2 separate regions of the Arachis hypogaea genome follow, and region 2 is linked to region 1. The links are chromatin contacts, called in public Hi-C maps. All regions are on one chromosome and are shown on one strand. Each heading gives the region's core, a stretch centred on a gene start, on an enhancer-like site or on the middle of the called end of the contact. The rest is flanking DNA. Distances are from core to core; before and after follow the strand shown. Region 1 has its middle 18 kb from the start of LOC112742340. Region 2 holds the start of LOC112741714 (pectinesterase/pectinesterase inhibitor-like).

Region 1 (3,094 bases), core at 170-2,669:
TTTTCTTTTTGCACTTTTTATAAATTAATAAGCATTAACATTTAAAGATTCAGTATATCAGGAAACAGAGTAGTGGAGGGGTGTTTACAAATTCAAATAACCCCATTATTCTTTTGAATTCGAACTTAATCGATTAAATTGGTTCTAGAATAATTCATGGATAATCGGATATATTTAGATCCGACCTGATGATATTCGATTTAATTGATTCGAATATTGATTTTAGAAGAATGAAACTCGAACTATATATATATATATATATATATAACTTTTACACTAATTAACTTAATTATTATCATCGTGGATTTATGAATATTTTGTTATTGTTAGAATATTATTGATTTGTTAATTGATATTACATATTTATTATATTTACGTGATTTTTTTTAAAAAAATATTTCATTTTTTAATTATTTTTAAAATTTTTATTTTATCGGATATCCAATCACTCGAACTAAATCAATTCATTTTTAACTGGTTTAGTTTAGTTCGAGTACATAAAAATAAATATAAAACCAAATTAATTCGAATTAATTATAATTTAATTAGTTTAATTCTTATTTTATTTTAAATTTGAACCTTCTGCTACAAGCGGAAGCCAAATAACGTGGAAAGTAATCATTTTCAACAGTGAGATCTTGAAAGAGGAATATTTATGAAAATTAAAAAAAAATGAATGAGTGTGGGACAAGTTTGTGAAGTGAATTGACTTGTGGAATGGATCATGCAGAACTTCTAATCGTTTGAGTAATTGTTAAAGACTGCCAATGTAAGATGAGCAGGGTTTATATATGATTAATAAAATTTATTATTTTTAGTTAATATTTAATTAATTTTAAATTTTAAATATTAAATTTATAAAAATAAGATATTGATTTAAAATATTAATTAATATTTATAAAAAGTATTAAGTTTTTAATATATATTTTTTAATATAAGAATACGTATTTAAAATGGTAGATTTTGAATTTAAGAATAAGGATTTTAGATTAAGAATTTAAGGGCTGAAATTTAGAATTTATTCATAAGATCTAGAATTTAGGATTAAAAATTTAGAATATAAAATTTGGGAGTTGAAGTTTTAGTATTAGACCATTAGAATAATCTATTTGGAATTTTCTTATTAAATAGCAAGTCTTGGTTACTTTCTCCTTCTTTTTTTTTTTTTTTGGTCAGAATAAGTCTTAGTTACTTAACGAAGTGTAGAAGAAATATGTTTTCTTATGAAAAAAATACCATTTTTCGTTTTTTTTTTTTTTGTATTGAAGAGGGGCATAAGCCATTAAGCCCTCTATGTTTTTTTCTTTCTAAGTTTGGACACTTATTTTTTGACAGAAGTTTGGACACTTTTAAATTGTTTTTATTATGGCTGGATACAACCATTTCTTGTTGATCTTCTGCAAGGCCCAATTTGGATAGGTTTTTGTTCATTTATTGGACTTCGTCTGATAGCTGATTTACCTTTATTCTATCCTAATAAAAGATGGAAGCATGACAATTTATTAAAAAAAAAAAAAAAGAAGAAAATATAGAGGCATGAAGGAAACCAAAAAAATGGAAACACGAGGCTGATGCATCATAAATAAAACAGAAATAAATAAGAAGAGAATTAAAAGGTTATCCCTCATTTATTTATTTCCATCAATATCTCCTAACAAGTAATAGTTCAAATGGTATAGACTCCCCATACTCAATTAAGAGGTTACGGGTTTGAGTCTCCTATCTTTCCAAAATTTTGCCAATGAGTAATAGCTCAAATGGCATAGACTCCCCATACTCAATTAAGAGGTTGCGGGTTCGAGTTTCTTGTCTTTCCAAATTTTGAACCAATGAGTAATAACTCAAATGGCATAGTCTTCCCATACTCAATTAAGAGGTTGCGGGTTCGAGTCTCATATCTTTGGTAAAAAAAAAAAACAATTGGCAAGTCTCTCCTAGCGATTGGCACACAATTTCTCCTACTCTTCCTCTATTTTATTTATCTCTATCAACTTCTCCTAACAATTGGCAAACACTCTTCTTCTGTTTTATTTATCTCTCTAACACATAATTAAAACGGTTATCTACTTATTCTTTTTTTATTTTATTTATTCATTATCTTCCCGTCTTTCAATTTTTAAGAGTGGACATAGTTACCGTATTTATTCTCATGATGGAACTTGAACATCGTTTTTTATTTTTCAAATTTATTAATATTTTTTATTATTAATATTTTTTATTATTTTCAGACAATATATTTTTATATTTATAAATACATATATCTCATTTACACTGTAAACGAGATATACGAAAATTAAAAAATTACACCTATCTCGTTTACACTGTAAACCAGATATGTGCAAAATTATCTTGTTTACAATGTAAATGAGATAAAAAAATATTTATTTCAGTAAATATTTTTTAAAATTATTTATTTCAGTAATTATTATAATTAATTTATTTATTAAAATAAAAAATCTCTGAAAAAATAATAACTAAAGAAATCTAGGCAATTTTTTTATATATTGGACTTTTTTGTAAATTAAACTTTTCGAGCAACAGAAAGAAAAATAACAATTGGAGTGGGACCCATTTCAATACTAAGGGTCGGTTGATAACCTATAGCGGAAGGTATTCGACCCAATAAGACTGACACTTCGGATCCCGCTTAGACGAATTGGAAGATATTGTCGATAAATAAAAGCACGTTTTGTTCATTAACATTTCTGAAATATTCCGCTATAGGTAGAGCCTGATGGAAAATGGTAACGTGGCTTCCAACCTGTTGACCTGACCATTACAGGCTGCCACTTGAGATTAGCTTTTGAATAGACGACATATTAGTCTTAGGAACCAAGACGTTGCCGTTTTTTTCCACCCCTAATGTATGAAATCCTTGAGTCTTAATCCATCAAACCCATCCTACGCAAGGTTTAGGTCGAGAAAAACGATGCTATTGATTGTGACGGATGTTGCAGCTCTTGGCATTGATATTCCGTTGCTTGATAATGTTATCAATTGGGACTTCCCTCCAAAGCCTAAGATATTCGTTCATCGTGTTGGAAGGGCTGCAAAGGCTGGCCGTACTAGCATTGCTTATTCCTTCGTGACATCG
Region 2 (3,114 bases), core at 508-3,007, 130 kb after region 1:
CCGAATGGAAAAATTAGTTTTAATGTATCCTCTAGAAGATATTATATTTTGCATTACTTGCGATATATCAGACACACTAAATATTTCCTCTGTTGCGGACTTGCAGGGTAGGCTAGGTCCAGGAAGGCTGCACCATTGCATGAGACTGATAGGCGCTGCCGAGCGAGGAATGCTTTTGATGGCTCAAAGAGCTCTTAATAGAAGAACATTTGGGAAGTTGATTGCTCAACATGGTTCATTTCTTTCAGATATGGCAAAGGTATCCCTATTGAGCAAATCCATGGTGTCGTGTTTAAAAGCAATAATCTAGGAGTGTCAAAAATACTTAATAAGATTTCCTAACAGGATTATCGCCAATAATATAGAATACTTAATAAGATTGCTACTTTTTAAATTGATGATTATGCTAACAATCATAATTTTTTTCTTAGCTAATAATTAAAATTATCATTGTTAATGATGAGAGGATTGTCAAGTTGGTGATACTCTACATTGCCTTAGAAATCTGAATTGTTAGTAAAGAGGGAAAATTGTAGATGTAGGTAACTTAAAGAGAGTATTAACACTTAACAGTAATCTGATAGATTGCTCTTACAAAACGATCTCATATAGTTTTAACATTACATAAACTCTATACTTATTTCGTTTTCTGTTGTTCAGTGCCGTATAGAGCTCGAAAAGACCAGATTGTTGGTGTTAGAAGCAGCTGACCAGCTTGATAAGCATGGAAACAAAAAAGCTAGAGGGATACTAGCAATGGCCAAGGTAAGTTCTCATTCCCATTTGCAATAATTATTAAGATTTTTCACTTTATGTTGGTTTTCTTTCGACGCTGTGCTTTGTTTTCGAGCAGGTAGCCGCACCAAACATGGCGCTGAAGGTGCTTGACATGGCCATTCAAGTGCATGGAGCAGCTGGTGTGTCGTCTGACACAGTCCTATCACAACTGTGGGCCGCCGCACGGACGCTGAGAATTGCTGATGGTCCGGATGAAGTACACTTGGGTACCATTGCCAAGTTAGAACTTCAAAGAGCCAAGCTTTGAGAAAGTGAAATTTTTTCAACATACAATCACCAAATGCAAACCCCATAGAAGAAGAAAGAAAGGAAAGCAGTAGGTTAAGCAAGGAAGATTCACAATCCCTCAAATCTTTTTTTTGTTTTTTTCATTTTTAAGTTCTAGACACTATTAAAAAAGGGTGGTTGTGAATGTTTTAGATTATTATGCATTAAATGTAATTCAGGAGTATGTAATATATTTCAGAGTAATGTGTATGAATGTTGTTCACAATAAGTTTCCCAATTGTGTATGGGGTTTGTTAATACTCTATGATGGAATATCAATAAATTATACTTTGGTGTAAATATCTATACAAGTTTGAAAGCTTGGTTTTTATTCTTGAAATCATAATTTGAGATGCATAAACTGCAATTCAAATTGTAAATCATAGTATATTATCATGGTGCAGAATGTTCCTTATCAAAATAGCCATATATTATGCAACTGCCATTGGCTGGCAAATTTCTATAACCGATTTCAACCTCCTTGTTAATTTGTTTTCCTATCTTTACACATTGAACTCCATGATTCAAGGAGCTCCTCTAGATTTCATCATTTTTAACCATTGTTTTTCAACAATTGTTGTTACATAAATATGCCAAGTTTAGCATTTGGGTAAAAATAGACATATTGTGGTGTATACCACTCGATGTTTAAATAGCAAGCGATAATTAAGTTCATCAAATCACAAGTTCACTAGGGCATTGATAAGCACTGCCCAAGGAACATTTTCTTTGATCTTTTTCATTAGCATTTTTATTTTAGGAAAAACAAAATGGCGGAAGGTAGTAACGGAGACCAGAAGAAGAAACTGGCCATTATTAGCATCTCCATGATCCTTCTTGTGGCCATGATCGCGTCGGTGGCGATCGGCATAACCAGCCACCGAGAAAAAGGATCAAAGGGCAGAGAAGACGACGAGGAGGAGCCCCACGTTGCAAAATCTCAGAAGAATGTAGAGGTGATTTGCCAATCCACGGAATACAAAGAAACATGTGAAAAGAGTCTTGCAGATGCATCAACCAAAACCTCAGACATGAAAGAACTCATAAAAGCAGCATTTAACTACACAACGGTTGAGTTAGCGAGTCACATTGAAAACTCAACTTTATATCAAGAATTGGGAAAGGACAACATGACAAAACAAGCCTTGGACATATGCAAAGAAGTGTTGGGCTATGCGGTTGACGACATGCAAAAATCAATTGATAAAATGGACAAATTTGAATTAAGCAGAATCAATGAATATGCATATGATATCAAGGTTTGGGTGGCAGGCACCATTACCCACCAGCAAACATGCTTAGCCGGCTTCGATAACACGACGACAAAAGCCGGCGAAACCATGGCCAATGTGCTCAAAACCTCCCTAGAACTTAGTAGCAATGCCTTGGACATGATCAACGGAATATCCAAGGTACTCAAGCAATTCGACTTCAGCTCGCTAACCGCCGCTAGTAGTACTAACCATAGGAGGCTTCTTGATGAAGAAACCTCCCATTCTAAGGATGGGATTCCTTCATGGGTGGGTGAAAGCCAAAGAAAGCTTATTAAGGCGGGTCCGACCGGCGGCATTGGTGGCATTGTTGGACAGCCTAATGCAGTTGTGGCTCAAGACGGCAGTGGACAGTTTACAACACTCACCGATGCTCTTAAAACCGTGCCAAAGAAGAACTCAAGTCCCTTCATAATTTACGTTAAGGCTGGCGTGTACAAAGAGTATGTCAATGTTGTCAAGAATATGGATCATGTCATAGTTGTTGGAGATGGCCCTGACAAAACTATATTCACCGGTAGCAAGAATTATGTGGATGGTGTCCAAACTTATAACACCGCAACCTTCGGTAAGCCTTGAACTTTACAATTAGGTGGAAATTCATAATTTGTTTTCGTGCGAAGTTGATAATTGAGAATTGTTATATGATAATTTAGTCAAATCTGTTAAATCATCTAAACATGTATTGTTTCTGGTAAAGGTGTGAATGCTGCCAACTTCATGGCGAAGAATATCAGATTCGAGAACACAGCAGGGGCAGAAAAGCACCAAGCTGTGG

What was found. Hi-C and Micro-C count contacts between places; a contact is called where the count stands out from the background.
Region 2: a contact with region 1 is called in a Hi-C map of an unstated tissue, with 4 times the contacts expected there. The contact joins the promoter of LOC112741714 here to the enhancer-like site in region 1. A contact is called at or near these places in 3 of 8 Hi-C or Micro-C datasets (leaf and an unstated tissue).

The regions. Positions count from the first base shown.
Region 1 is chr14:17,670,987-17,674,080 of arahy.Tifrunner.gnm2.J5K5, forward strand. No RefSeq gene overlaps it. Among protein-coding and RNA genes, the nearest start is that of LOC112742340, 18 kb to the left of the region's middle. Within about 2 kb of position 1,420, at least 3 of the 3 cell types and tissues checked have open chromatin away from gene starts, as enhancers often do.
Region 2 is chr14:17,796,075-17,799,188 of arahy.Tifrunner.gnm2.J5K5, forward strand. LOC112741714 (pectinesterase/pectinesterase inhibitor-like) reads left to right here and starts at 1,758. Exons shown (of 2, transcript XM_025790798.3): 1 at 1,758-2,904; 2 at 3,037-3,114. The coding sequence starts at 1,836. It overlaps LOC112741713 (probable acyl-CoA dehydrogenase IBR3), which reads left to right. Exons shown (of 17, transcript XM_025790797.3): 15 at 107-259; 16 at 661-765; 17 at 854-1,365. The coding sequence ends at 1,045.